Regions from separate parts of the Mus musculus genome. Here all the other regions are linked to region 1. A link is a contact called in public promoter capture Hi-C data. All regions are on one chromosome and are shown on one strand. The core of a region is the stretch at or near the end of the contact, and the rest is flanking DNA. Distances in the headings are between cores, read along the strand shown. Region 1 holds the start of Artn (artemin). Region 2 holds the start of Ptch2 (patched 2). Region 3 holds the start of 2610528J11Rik (RIKEN cDNA 2610528J11 gene).

Region 1 (4,877 bases), core at 1,399-3,898:
ACAAGAGCAGAGAGAACTCAGGAGGCAAGGCCCAGCCCAGCCTGACGGGAATGAATGGCTCCGTCCATAGCTGTCCCTAATCCATGGGGCAGTAATCCTTCCTGAACTGTCAGATGGTCTGGGTTTCTTGCTGGGACTGCCAGCTCCATGGGTCCTACCCAGGACCAGAGGGAAGTGAGGCTCCAGGACCTCACCCAGGCTGCCGCAGCCAGCCGGGGCAGCTCTCACGGAAGCAATAAAGCTCTCCTCTGAATCTGGCCTCCTGTTGTTTTCTCTGACTTTTCTGGAAGAAACAGAAACTGCACTGAACACAAGGGTCTTCTCTGCAGCCCATGAACTCCTGGGTCCCTTTCACTTCTCGTGTCTACTATAGGACCTTTGAATCCTCCAGCTCAGTGGTTAAAAGTATTTATTGTTCTTGCAAAGGACCCAGGTTCAATTCCTAGCACCTACCTGAAGGCTCACAATCGCCTGTAACTCCAGTTCCAGGGGATCTGATGTCCCCTTCTGAACTCTAGGGCTCTTGTTGTATACATACACACATCCAGGCACAGAAACACACAAAATTAATTAAAAGGCCAGCAAAAGAGGCCCACACAACACAGAGAAACTCACAGACCTCCATTCTTGCCATCCATGGCTCCCCTTAGAAATGAATGTGGCCCACTCCTTATTTGCACTTCAACAGAAAACAGGAAAGCCCCCAACCCAGCCCTAGACACCCCTGGTAACTTTAGAAAGGACATCCCTGCCCCAGTTCACCTCCTTAGGCTCTAGAATCTGAGCCCTCTTAACCCCAGGTAGATCTGAGAATCAGAGACATGTAATGATGGAGGTAGCTTCCTGTCAGACACTGGCCACTACGACAGTAAATGGGACACATAGCTTCAGCTATATGCCTGTCAGTGGTAGCCCTAGCTGCAACGGCCACCTCAATTCAGCAGCCAGTTTTATGGGAAAAGAAAAATGTATGTATGTGCTGTGTGTCCATCCGTGTTGTCCTATGTGCCTCACCCCATGCAGCCTTGTGGAGTCTGAGGATAACCCTCACAGACTTCAGCCTCAAGCACTGCACAAAACTGCTCTCTCAAAATCAGTGGTTAGGGGCCGGATGTGGTGGCGCACAACTTTAATCCAGCAGAGGCAGGTGGATTTCTGAGTTCGAGGCCAGCCTGGTCTACAAAGTGAGTTCCAGGACAGGCAGGACTATACAGAGAAACCCCTGTCTCAAAAAAAAAAAAAACAAAACAAAACAAACAAACAAAAAAATCAGTGGTTAGGAACCCTGGCTATGTGCCAAAATCACAGGTGAAAACCTGGAACTATGTACCTGCCCACCCCAAGTGTCTGATTCAGATTGGGATGTGGCCCAGATGTGGGTAGATGTGGGTAGTTCTTTTCTTCCTTTCTTCCATTCTTTCTCCTCCTCCTCCTCCTCCTTCTCCTCCTCCCCCTCCCCCTCCCCCTCCTCCTCCTTCTCCTTTTAAGATTTATTATATATATATATGAGTACACCATTGCTCTCTTCAGATACACCAGAAGAGGGCATCAGATCCCATTACAGATGGTTGTGAGCCACCATGTGGTTGCTGGGAATTGAACTAAGGACCTTGGGGAGAGCAGTTCAGTGCTCTTACCCACTGAGCTGTCTCTCCAGCCCCATGGGTAGTTCTTCAAGGTCCACAGAGGTGCTGGTACATGATCAGGGCACATCGGGTCCATGCACTGGGTACCCTTCCCCACTCTCAGCATCTGTTTTTGCACGTATTGGTTGGCAAATACCAAGTTGTCATCATTAGCCCAACTGCCTTCACTTTACTCCCGGCTACAAATTTAGCTGCTTCTGGGGCATTTCTAGCAGGAGAGTCCACAGACCCTTCTAATTCAGCATGTCCAACACTGGTTTCACATGTCCCCCTCCCCCAACCGCCAACCCCACATCTGACCCTCTCCTAGGGAAAGCCAGTTCCTAGAATTTTACCACCTCACTTTGTCCAATCAGGCAAAAAGGAATGTAGGGGATTGGGTCCTGGAACCCCCAACTCCCCACAACCCTGCTCAGGGTTTATCTTATTGTCCCCAGCAGCCTGCATCCCTCTTCTGTCTTGCTTGTCTCAAAACCACACTCTCTCCAGTGCAGGCATTCAACGAAAATGACCACACTCAGACTAGGTCAGTAGTTTCCAGCATCTTCGTGATGAACTCCAGACTAGTTGGTAGAACAATTCTGATCATGGCCATCAACCAACCTCCAGACACCTGCCAAATTGCCTCATCGCATCTCAGACTCCAGTTCAATACTCTGAGGTCCTCTGATTCTTCATCCCTGGTCGCACCCACCCCCCACCCCCAACACACACACAATCATTCACTGCCTTCACTGGATGTGCGCGAGTCCCTCTGAGGCCCCGACCCTAAAACTGAGCAAACAGGGTATCCTTGGACCGTGGGAGCCCAACGCAGAGCCCTGTCGCTCCGAGGCAGCTGAACCTTCTGAGGGTCCCGGAGTCACCACTTGAGGATACAGAGTAGCTAGCCAGAACCCCCATGTCTGCGCAGCCCAAGTTGGAACTCTCCTTCAGGCTGCCCCTCCTTCGCCGCCCTCCCTCGCGCTCTCCCGCCCTCGGCCAGGCCTCCCAGTTCCCTACTTTGCTTGACTACCAACTTCGAATTCCCAGTTTCAGCGTCTCGCTGCAGCCCGCGATCTCTACTCTGCCTCCTGGGGTCTTCTCCAAATGTCTAGCCCCCACCTAGAGGGACCTAGCCTAGCCAGCGGGGACCGGATCCGGAGGGTGGAGCGGCCAGGTGAGCCCTGAAAGGTGGGGCGGGGCGGGGGCGCTCTGGGCCCCACCCCGGGATCTGGTGACGCCGGGGCTGGAATTTGACACCGGACGGCGGCGGGCAGGAGGCTGCTGAGGGATGGAGTTGGGCTCGGCCCCCAGATGCGGCCCGCGGGCTCTGCCAGCAACAAGTCCCTCGGGCCCCAGCCCTCGCTGCGACTGGGGCTTGGAGCCCTGCACCCAAGGTAAGCCAGCCTTCTTGCCCATCCCCTTGATGGACGCTCAAAGGGCAGGAGAAAGGGCAGAAAGGTCTTCCTCCCCACTTTTCTCTCAGCCTCTCTCTTCTGGGCCCTCAGCGCAGCTCTTTGCCCCTCCCAGCCCCTCCAGTTCTTGTCGCTAGCTTCTTGGACTGTGTTAACCCTCCTGGCTGGCTGTAATGTGAGGCTCCCGCTGCCGCCACAGGGCACAGACCGGCTGCCAAGGCCCCACTTTTAACTAAAAGAGGCGCTGCCAGGTGCACAACTCTGGGCATGATCCACTTGAGCTTCGGGGGAAAGCCCAGCACTGGTCCCAGGAGAGGCGCCTAGAAGGACACGGACCAGGACCCCTTTGGTGAGTATAGGGCTGGTGGATAGGGGTGGCAAGGGCTGGAGGACCAAATATCCCAAATGGTAAGAAAGGAGAAATTGGTCAGAGCTGTCCTCGAGGGACTTGCTCCTAGGCTCCCCCTAGCGCAGATATCCCAGGGCTGCCTTGTCTGACTTTCCCTCCATCTGAGAGAATAGTAGCCAGTCTGGTCTCTAGGGATTTTAATCTAGTTAGCCAACGGGCACACGCCTAGCTCTGGAGGAACTAGATAAAGGCCTGGGAGGTGTGTGTCTTATCCTGGAGTCATCATATGTCGCTCCCCCTCTCCATGTATTCTGTGTGCCAGCAAAAGGATGGAGGGTTACATCTGGGACCCAAGAAGAGACTAACTAATGAGAATTCTTAAAAGTTCTAGGGGTCCAAGAGCAGTGGTTCACAAAGACTGGAGGTGCGGGCTGGGGTCAGGAAGGATGGTTTATGGGGGAAACTCCTAGGAGCAAGGCTAGGGGGCCAGATCCACAGGAGGCAGATGGTCCAGGCTTGGGCCGGATCTCGGAGTGGTTCAGCCCTCTGAGACCAGGTTGGTGTGAAGGACTAGCTGGTCCTTCTGGCAATGGCTCAGACCTAAATGTGCAGAGCGTGTGCAAAAGCCCCCTCCCCTTAAATCCGCAGGCTTGACAAGCTCTGCCCCCTGGTGGCCACAGGAAGCCATGGTCCAGGCCCTGTGTTTTCAGAAGGACCATCGCTTCCCCAGATAATAGGCAAGCTCTTGGGAGACATCTGTGGGCATAAGAGAGAATTCAGGTGACACTGGGTCCAGAAAGAAGATTGCAAGTCATCAGATAATCCAAGTGACCAACTGACACTCAAATTCTTCAGGGCTCTGCTTCCTCCCCCAAGGTATGGAGTGAACGCTGAGCATGGAGTGGAAGGAACTCAAGTTACTACTTTCTCCAACCACCCTGGTACCTTCAGCCCTGAAGTACAGAGCAGAAGGGTCTTAGAAGACAGGACCACAGCTGTGTGAGTCTCCCCCCTGAGGCCTTAGACGATCTCTGAGCTCAGCTGAGCTTTGTTTGCCCATCTGGAGAAGTGAGCCATTGATTGACCTTGTGGCATCGCGAAGGAACAGGTCCTGCCAAGCACCTAACACAGAGAGCAAGGTTCTCCATCGCAGCTACCGCTGCTGAGTTGACTCTAGCTACTCCAACCTCCTGGGTCGCTTCGAGAGACTGGAGTGGAAGGAGGAATACCCCAAAGGATAACTAACTCATCTTTCAGTTTGCAAGCTGCCGCAGGAAGAGGGTGGGGAAACGGGTCCACGAAGGCTTCTGATGGGAGCTTCTGGAGCCGAAAGCTATGGAACTGGGACTTGCAGAGCCTACTGCATTGTCCCACTGCCTCCGGCCTAGGTGGCAGGTGAGTCGCTGGCTTTCCTTGGAAAAAAAGAGAGTAGGACATAGCTTAGGGCCGCAGGGATCAGATATGAAAGGGGAAATGCCAAGAGGG
Region 2 (4,877 bases), core at 1,083-3,582, 830 kb after region 1:
TCCAGGGTGTGAGGCTGCGACCTGGGGCCTGCCTTGGGTCTGGGCCAGGGCTAGGGAGGTCTGGGGAGCCCACAAATGCAGATTTCCCAGGGAAGAACACAGTTGAATTTGCCTTTGTCAAATAGCAGCCACATGAAACCAGGCACCAGGAAAGAAGAGAGGCATGCTGAAATTATGAGTTGTGTAATCCTTCCACTAGGACGTGAGGATTTGGTCTCATTTGACCCTGACTTTTGCCTCAAAGTCTATGCTCATTCTTCATTAAATGGCTGCAGGTCCCTGGGTGTCTACTCAGAAGCCTGGTCAGATGGCTCGTTCAAGGTTTTCTTTTCTTTTACACCTAACAATTCTTTTCTTATTATTTCTTGTTTTCCCCTTTCCCCCTTCCTTCCTTCCAATCTTTCTTTTTGGTTTTTCGAGAGAGAGTATTTTCATGCAGCTCTGGCTGTCCTGGAATTCTCTGTAGACCAGGCTGGCCCCACCTGCCTCCAGATCCTGGAATTCTCTGTAGACCAGGCTGGCCCCACCTGCCTCCAGATCCCAAGCACTGAGGTTAAACATTAAAGCTGTGCACCACCACTGCTGCCACCAAGCACTAACTTTTCTTTTTCTTCTTGCTCCTCCTCCATCTCTCTCCCCCACCACAGCATGCTCGACAGGCAGTCTGCCATGCCACCCAGCTACATCCCACTGATCTTCCTTCCTTCCTTCCTTCCTTCCTTCCTTCCTTCCTTCCTTCCTTCCTCCCTCCCTCCCTCCCTCTCTTCCATCTGTCCGTCTGTCCCTCTCTCTCTCTCTCTCTCTGACACAGGCTATTGTTAAATTCTTAGACTGAAAGTATTTCTCTTGCCTCAGCCCCTTGAGTAGTTAGAATCACAGTGCTAATCTGAGTTTGCAGGTCAGAGCCGTCTCTCCCTGCCTTCTCTTATACAACACAATACCACTTGGCTTTGTTTTGTTTAGAACTTACCCCCACACACATTTTACTTCCTTTGGCTATTGAAAAATACATCTTGTTCCATTTGTAAACTCTGATGTACAGTTAAAAGAAACCTAGCTATAAACGCTAAATAAGCAGACACATAATCAAAGATGAATATTCCACAAGCTTATTCATAAGAGGCTACCATCTAGAGTTGTCCATTTATGGGTGAGAGAGATAGGTGTGAGACAGTTGATGGTAAAGACTTGCCTAGCTTGCACAATGCCCTGGGCTTCATCCACAGCACTGAGGGAGATTGGGAGAGAGGTAGGCTTTCTGCAACACACCCAGATACACAGGCTCTGAACAGGAGATGGCCCTCTCGATCCTTGACCAAAGCAGCTACGGCCAGCTCCAGTAACTCACCTTCTACCCAGAGCTGTTCTAGGTCTGTCTCAATTACAGCCACTCGGAGACCCAGTGCCAGAGCCCCAAAGGCCACCAGTCCCAGGAAGAGCACTTTGCCGCAGTGTTTCTGGATCCTGCACCCCAGGGAGAAGAGTAGACCTTGGAAGTAAGCTCGAAGCCAGAGAGGAGCCTGCAGGCTCCCAGCTAGGATCTGGGATAGAGAGAGGAGGAGGTCAGCCAGCTGTCAGCACAACAATGGAGGAGCTTTCCCTTTTCTCCCGGTCAAGTCCCAGTTTCCTGACTTCTGGATGCAGGGCAGGAAACAGCTACAGATAAAGGTTTCAAATGTGGAAGATTTAACTCTCTTTCCCTGTGCCTTCTCCATAAGCACACCTGAAAATGCCCATTTTTAGAAGGTTATGAGTCGTGAACACACACACTCGTTGTCAGCTAGGCAAAGAGGTGAACCCACAGACATAACTATTTTCACTGACCAGATAATAGGAAATAAACTAACAAATCACTTGCTGGCTCTCGCTTGTCTTCAAACACAGATCCAGTAACACTAGACTTCTAGCCCTACAGATGTTCAAGCGACGTTTAAGTTACAAACCCAGCCCCTCTACTCACATGAGGTGCGGAGGACCGAGCTGGAGGTGTGTAGCTGGGAGGTAGCTCTCCAAGGGACAGTGGCCGAACCATGCTGGTGAGGATGGGGGGCGCGAGCGCCCCCAACCTGCGTTATCTGAGCGCTGCCATAGGCTAGCTTGGCGCCTTGTGCCGCCCGGCTTCACCTGAGGATTCCTAGCTGCCGTGAACGGCCATACGGTCCTGGGTGAGGCGCGCGTAAAGATGCACAGGAGCAGCCCGCAGCGGCGGTGCGGGGTGGTGGCCCCAAGCCCCGCTGGATCTGTGGGCTGTGGTCCAAAGAGGGCTCCGCGTGTGGGTGGACCCGACTGGCTGCGAAGCACCTCACAGCTAAAGGTGGCGACTGTGGATCTCGGGAAGCACCAGGAGGCTCAGAAAAAAAGGAGCGGGCCGGGGTGACGCCCTCCCATTGGCTAAGGGGGCGGCAAATTACCCGCTGCCTTGCAGCCGGATCCGTTGCTAGGTAACGGCGCCGCAGGGGGCGGGGCAGGAGACCACCCAGGCAGGGCCACCCCTTTGCCTCGCCTCCCGGGCTCCCCAGCCCGCCCGCGGGGCCCTAAGGAGAGGAGAAGGGAGGGTGATCCTGGAGGCGCTAGTCGTTGGCCAAGTGTAAGTCAGGATGTTGAGAAAGGGAGTCTGCTGGTCCCCTTTGGGCCACCCTTTCTTCCCGACCCAGCGCAACCCTAAGGACCTCCTTTCCACTCTTTCCAAGCAGGCCAGACTCAGCTCTAAAATGCAAATCCCACGGCTGCACCAAAGCCCAAAGCCCTGCACCATCCAACTAAAGCTTTTTTTTTTCCTCTAAGTGCCTCACACCCACTCAGTTGCCTTCCAGTCCCGAATTGCCCTCAGTAATTTCCTAAGTTCACATGTTCTTGCCTTTGTACATGTTGGGGCCCCTTTGTCTTGGCAGATAACTTTTAAGCCTGAACTTGAATCAGTCAGCCTAAACTTTTGGAAGCCTTGGCAGATAATTGCTTTTTTCTTTGTGGTTCTTATTAACATTCAGTTTGTGTATTGTATTTTTAAATTTTTATTTTAACTTTTTTTTGTGAGACATGGTCTTAAGTAGTTCAGCTTGGCCTTCAACTCCTTATCCTGGTTGTGTCTGTCAAGTTAAGGGACTATAACAGTCCTGTATTGCCCAGCCTGTCTGATAATTGTATTTGTGATGACATAATTTATGTACAACATTGGGAAACATGTTGCTTTTCCAAGTGACTGTGCTATTTCTGTGCTCCTGACTGTTAAACTCTGATCGGTCATCTGAGGGTAAAAGTCTGACTCCTCATACAGAACATTTGGGAAAGGAGCCGGGCAGTGGCAGGCCCATCTCTTGTGAGTTCCAGGTCTCAGCATGGTCTACATAGAGAATTCTGGAACAGCCAGGGCTACCTAGAAAGATTCTGCCTCAGAAACAAAATACGTTTTTTGGGGGAAAAAAAAGACTTCAATAAATCTGTTGTTCTGATACTGCTATCACATCTGGCTAGCCTCTTGCTCAATTCTTCCAGACTTCTTAATCATTATATCATAAATATTTTATATTACTACACAGTCCTCTCATCAATCATTTGCAGAATGTCCTCAGGACAGATTCCCAGAAATGGGGTTGTTTGGGTCAAAAAGCATGAATATGGTTTTGGCCTTGCTACATACTGCCAAACTTGTGCAAATTAACATCATCAGCTCCAGGGCTTAATCCTAAGGGTTCCCCAGTTGGTTTAAGGGGTGGGCAGTTAAGGAGGAATGAATGTGTCTGTCTACAACACTGCTACTCTGTGGCTAAGAGGCACCTGGGCAGGAATGGAAGCCTTGGGCCTGGAGAGATAGCTCAGCAGTTAAGGCCACCTTTTGTTTTTGCAGAGGACCTGGGTTTGGCTTCCAGCATCCACAAAGGAGAGTTCACAGCTACCTGTAACTCCAGCTCCAGGGGATTCAACACCTGGCCTCTGAGAGCAAGTGTATACACACACACACACACACACACACACACACACACACACACACACACACACACACATGCGTCATATACAGACTCTCCGGCATATACATATAAGTAAAGGTAATATGAAAATGAGAAAGAAAGCCTGTGTACACGGTATTCTCCCGTTTGTAATGGGAGGAAGTGCACCCTGTGTACACGGTATTCTCCTGTCTGTAATGGGAGGAAGTGTACTACAGAGAAAAGTGTACCCTTAGCAAGCCTGGAAATGGAAACAGCTCTGAAGTGGGCTCTCTAGACTCCTGTAGCAATCTTGGGGCTATAAAGGCAGGGAATTGCCTAGAATAAGCGCTGCACGGCATTATAACGCCAGGACAAAATTGACATTTCTTTTTTTTTTTTAATTTTTTTTAAGATTTATTTATTATTATATGTAAGTACACTGTAGCTGTCTTCAGACACACCAGAAGAGGGAGTCAGATTTTCTTACGGATGGTTGTGAGCCACCATGTGGTTGCTGGGATTTGAACTCTGGACCTTCGGAAGAGCAGTCGGGTGCTCTTACCCACTGAGCCATCTCACCAGCCCAAAATTGACATTTCTTGAGCTCTTTCTTCTTTCCAGATTCTCATGGAGACACAGGTGTGTCATCATTTCAGCCTGGATTCTGCTTCCATTTCCAGCTCAACTGACTGCTGCCATCAATTACCAATTGTGGCAAAGTCCTAGACTTTTTTTTTTTTTAAAGATTTATTTATTATTATATCTAAGTACACTGTAGCTGTCTTCAGATACACCAGAAGAGTGCATCAGATCTCATTACAATGGTTGTGAGCCACCATGTGGTTGCTGGGATTTGAACTCAGGACCTTTGGAAGAGCAGTCGGTGCTCTTAACCACTGAGCCATCTCTCCAGCCCCTCTAGTCTTTTTTTTTTTTTTTTAAAGATGATTA
Region 3 (4,877 bases), core at 1,496-3,995, 600 kb before region 1:
GGAACTCAAGAGGCCTGCTCAGGCCTGTCAGGCTGTATCCTGGGACAGCGGGGAGCCATGGAGAGTTAATGAGAAATAGAATTGTCACTTTGGTGACCAACCAGTGTCAGAAAACCAGCTCCTGGTCAAGCTTTAGATACTAGCGAACTCTGACCCTGAGACTTGAGGAGTCACTCACTGTCTTTAAACTGCCAGGCATGGAGGGAAGTGTCCAAAGATGGAGCTCAGAGAGAGAAGTGGTCCCGGCTTCCCGTCGTCTCCATCTCACCAGCCCCAGGCTGGATGTAATTGTCCTCGATGAAGCCATCATCATCCTCATCTTCACCCACCGGTGGGCGGTTCCCACCCCCTGCACTGGACAGCGGGCGATGCCTGTAACTGGCATGGTATCGGCGGCAGAGGTGGCACTTGGCAGCCAGCGCGATGAGAATGGAGAGGACCACCGCCCCCAGCACAACCCCTACCAGCACAGGCCATGCCCGGCCCCCGGTGCCCAGTCCAGGGGCCTCGGTTGATGCATTGATGGCCCCTGAGATGATGGCTGCAGAAAAAGAAATGGAATTACAAGCAGTCGCCTGATGGGACTCCTGGGGGAAGGGGAGGTGGGGAGGGACTGAGAGAGCGTGGGCAGAGAGAGCCCTTCCTCCGATCTCAGCAGCTTAGGGGACCCAAACTGTGCTCAACCATCCACACCTCTGTACCACTCACTTGTGTTTCCTCCAATCATGGATAGACCTGATGTAGGTGAGCCTTGGCCTCTGCCAGAAAAGTCCTGGCTCCAGAGACACCACAGGCTCCAGGTAGCCCCGGGGGCACAAGCCCTGAAAAATAGAAATATAGGGGTTATATAGAGATCGCACCTTCCACACTAGACTCACAGCCATGTTAGAGTACTATAAATGCTAAGACAGGGCCACTGTCCACACCACTGGTCCACGGAATAGACCCAAAGCCTATTCAGCTTTGGGTTCAGCTCTAGAACAGGCTAACAATGGGGTGTCTAATGTTTTTAATTACCATATCTTAAGGATTAGGCACTAGCAGTGTGCTCACAACATCCATTACATAAGTATAACTACTATTCCTGCCTCACTGTTATGCACATAACAGCCCCAAAAGGGAAACCGATTCAGCTGAGGCCCCAGAACTTTAACTCGGGGCTCTGACACCAGAGTGTAGTCTGCCACGCTCCCGGGCAACCTGATAGTAGTCAGAGCAGCGGCAGTTCAATAGCAATTGTGTGGAGCTACCCAGCTCTGGAGCAGACCGCAAGAACAGAACAGAAGAACGAAAGAACATAAGATTGTCCCCAGATAGCCCAAGCAGCCCTGCCTCTCTGTTCCTGCATCAGGAGCCTCTCCTACTACATCCCTCAGGCCTTCCAGTGGAACCATCTCAGAGGACCAACTGAGTATGAAAGGGCCCTGATGAGAGTCATAGCACTCAGGGCTGGGAGACCCTACGGGAAGGGCATGTGAGCTGGAGAAGATCACATATACACGATTAGGCTTGGAAGCCTCGGAAGAAGGTCAAGAGTGTATGGAGAGATGCATGGGATCCTGAGGCACAGCTAGGGAAGGAGGAAGGGGACAGTTGGGTCTGTGCAGTGTCTGCTGGAGGGTGGTAAGAGTCAGAGACATCCCTGGGCAGAGTGGCCGGGCAAGGAACTGAAGGACTCAGCTTTGGCCACACTCCTCAATGTGGTACCCAAAGGATGACCTGACTCAAGATGCACCACCTCCTTCTCCAGTGACTCAGCCCTCCTCCCTGCCCTCTGCCACAGCGGTGTCCAAGCTACCTACTCTTTGTCCCTCTAGCCACCAGCTTCGATCTCCTAACAGGCATCTAGCCACCTCCTATCCACTCGGGAAGCCAACCAGAGCCTATGACTACAGCTCCCCGACATGCCAACATGTCCTCTTCTTAGGTGTGGGGGACTCAAAACCCAGCACGAGACCCCGAGACCAAGCATGTTCACTTCTGGGCTCTCATTCAAATCAGAGTTTTCATTCAAATCAGACCTTCCGGCTGGTGAGGTTGCTCCAGGGTCCACAGGTGACCTCTGACTCCTCAGCATCCAGTCAGAACTGGCCATTACCAGCCACACACTTCCCTGAGGCAGAGGGCTGGGTAGGCTGTGTAGGCTGGGTAGGCCTATGGTTGGGGGCTGGGAAGCTGGGTTTCTGGGCTTAGTGCACCAGGCTTGTAAAGTGAATTCAGGGGTGTGGGGAGAGATTGTATGGGGAAAGGGAAGCCTCAGAAACGGATCGTGCCTAGTTGACTCATTCATTCCCAGGAAACCTCTGGTTGCCTTCTGGGCCCTCTCTCGAGGCAGTCAGTATTCAAAAGACAAGAGTTTGTTATACTACCATGAGTTCATTTAGACTTTTCAAAGGTTTTATACCCGTTCCCTTTCTCCCCTGCCCTGCTCTGTGAATTCTTCCCAAAGACATAGGCAAAGTCACATCCCAAATGCCTCTGTACTCACAACCCACACCTGTCTGCCCATCCCCCTCCAACTGTCATTTCACAACCCACAACACAGTAATGCACACCCCTCAGATCTGCAGATACACACACTCAACTGGATCTAGTTTCTCTGCTGCACGCAGGAGCCCTTATGGATCAAAAGAGGCCTGAGCACCCTCTCCCACGACCCCAACGTCCCCTTTCCGCTCCCACCTTCAGACACTTTGCACAGTCCGTGGAGGTGGCTTCCGGCTGAGACTGCTGAACCTGGACAGGTGGGAGGGCCAGAGCAGGCGCTTGACTCACCTGGAACACTGGCTAGGTGGGCGGGGCGGAAGTGCAGGTGAAGGGAAGGCGGGGCACCAGCCAGGATTTGCAGCGTCCTCAGCAGGGAGGACTCACTCTAACACATTGAGGGGGCAGTAGGCTTGTTCCCTCCCCCACAGCTGCGGATTAGTGCAACTGGAATGCAGAAGGGGTCCAGCCTGTCTCCAAAAGGACAGATCTCAGCAGGCACCCCTACCAGCCCTGATAAACAAGTGGATTTCCAGTGCCGGTACAAAGTTCAAAGTTGAAGCCGGGAGTTTTACAGACCTGCAAAGGCAACAAGCCAGATGGTACCATGAGGGGAGAGAGCAATGAACAGTCTTCCCAGGCAGAGCCTGAGGAAACCAAGCTTGCTCCAGACTTCCCTGAAAAGTGCTAGCACACGGTGCGCGTGCACCTGTGTGTGTGTGTACACTGAAGTATCTACTCAAGGGGTTCAAACCTTTCTTCAGGTCTCCTGGTCCCCTTGACTTGACTTGCCAGACCCTTGGCCCTCTCTCTTCTTTCTCTTTGCCTCTATCCTGAGGACGGATGTCTCATTTCCTTCAAGATACAGCTCAGGGTCACCTCTACCCTGGCCAGCAGAGTCCGGGACACTCTTGGTTCAGTGTTTGTCAGGAACTTGGCCTCATTCCCACCCAACCTGCCTCCTAGCTACCTGGATGGTCTGTCTTCCCAGGGTAGAAGACAGTGTCAGAGGCACTCTGGGCTCTCATTACCCAGCACAGTACCCGAGGCTGGACACCACAGGACCAGGAGGTCACAGCTGGAGAGGGGGCTGCCCAGAGCGGTTGCCAAAGAAAAGTTCTGTGATGTCCTCTGTTTACTGACAAAGGGCTGCGGCGAGAAGGAAAGTGAGCAGGAACCGGAAGGGTTAATAACTTACAGGGTGCAGGCCTATGAAAATCTGTTTTATCTTCCTGAGAATGTGTTAAGACATTGAGTGGTAGGCATTGCCTGCAGCCCTGGCTTATCCAGAAGCCATGGTTGCTTCTCCATGCAGACAATTGGCCTATCCCAAAGCCCTTCCCAGTTGGGAGCAGTAGCCCTTTCCTCTTGCCTATAGCCTTAAACTGAATGCCTGTCTTAATATCCATTATTAAGTCCTGTGGCTTTTTAGGTCACTCCTGCATTTTTCCTTCCCACAACTGCTACCTAGCCTAGACTGGGACGCTGGTAGGGGGTGTGGCTAAGTGTAAGTTTAATTTTATTTTGAAAGAGTATCTGTGTGGTCCAAGCTGTCCTGGGAAGATGTCTTCCTCTTTCTGTTTCCTAAGTGTTGGAGTTAAAGGCACGTGCCGTCACAGTCTGTCTTGAGAGTTCTTGTTTTGTTTTGTTTTGCTTTGCTTCAGCAGGGGCATGGTGGCATGGTCTGCAGGCTGGGAGTTGGTGTACAAGGCCTGGAGTCTCTAAGGATGAAGTCCCACTTCACTGGTAAGAGCCCCTTGACACAGTAACTCCCACCCTTCCCACGTCACTGGGCCCCTTTCCACTCTACTCTGTGCCCCAGCTCACCTCCTTTCTTTGCCCAGACCCTGCAATGCTCCCTTTTCCCGGGCTCTGCACACTGTGACCCCAACTTTCCAACGCCGACACTTCCAACGCCTGCGCCATTTCTAACTCTAGCATTTCCACCCAGAAGAGTATGGGTATTCATTCCTCCTGGGTTCCTCACCTCTAGGGTCCCAACTTGGGTGCTTTTAAAACAGAACTTCCCTGCCACTCCCTAGTCTGGGACGCACTCCCCTCTCCTCTCTTGTGCGTTGGCCTTTGCTCCCACAGTCCAGTTCTGTGGGATGTTGTTGTTGTTGCTGTTTTGGAACCTCAGGTGAGCTATGAGTTGGGAGCCATGATATGATGTCTGTATCTATCTTGTTATCATATCATATCTCTAACATCTGTAATGGTAACAATGAATATTTCTGAAATAAGTTAATGAGTTGACAATTAATAAAATAATAATAGATATAAGTAAATAAAGTACATTAATAATTGACAGGTGAAGAGCCTGTACTGGTGTGGTGGAAGATGGAGATGTGGCGGGGATTGAGGTGCAGACCGAGGAAATGTGGGGATCCTAT

The links. Promoter capture Hi-C pulls out the DNA fragments that hold promoters and counts their contacts.
Region 2: a contact with region 1 is called in a promoter capture Hi-C map of stem cell-derived epiblast-like cells, with 2.7 times the contacts expected there. The contact joins the promoter of Ptch2 here to the promoter of Artn in region 1. A contact is called at or near these places in 2 of 39 promoter capture datasets (liver and stem cell-derived epiblast-like cells) and 1 of 9 other capture datasets (pancreatic islet).
Region 3: a contact with region 1 is called in a promoter capture Hi-C map of embryonic stem cells, with 2.5 times the contacts expected there. The contact joins the promoter of 2610528J11Rik here to the promoter of Artn in region 1. A contact is called at or near these places in 4 of 39 promoter capture datasets (embryonic stem cells, hematopoietic stem and progenitor cells and liver).

What each region holds. Positions count from the first base shown.
Region 1 is chr4:117,927,534-117,932,410 of GRCm38.p6, reverse strand. It overlaps Artn (artemin), which reads left to right and starts at 2,648. Exons shown (of 5, transcript NM_009711.4): 1 at 2,648-3,025; 2 at 3,159-3,392; 3 at 4,269-4,787. The coding sequence starts at 4,728. St3gal3 (ST3 beta-galactoside alpha-2,3-sialyltransferase 3) reads left to right here. Exons shown (of 12, transcript NM_009176.5): 12 at 1-258.
Region 2 is chr4:117,093,511-117,098,387 of GRCm38.p6, reverse strand. Ptch2 (patched 2) reads right to left here and starts at 2,332. Exons shown (of 22, transcript NM_008958.3): 1 at 1,961-2,332; 2 at 1,349-1,541. The coding sequence starts at 2,032. RefSeq lists enhancers at 1-213, 2,177-2,676, 2,239-2,697, 1,538-3,236.
Region 3 is chr4:118,525,143-118,530,019 of GRCm38.p6, reverse strand. It overlaps 2610528J11Rik (RIKEN cDNA 2610528J11 gene), which reads right to left and starts at 2,745. Exons shown (of 3, transcript NM_025572.2): 1 at 2,683-2,745; 2 at 709-821; 3 at 1-541. The coding sequence starts at 727. The coding sequence ends at 225.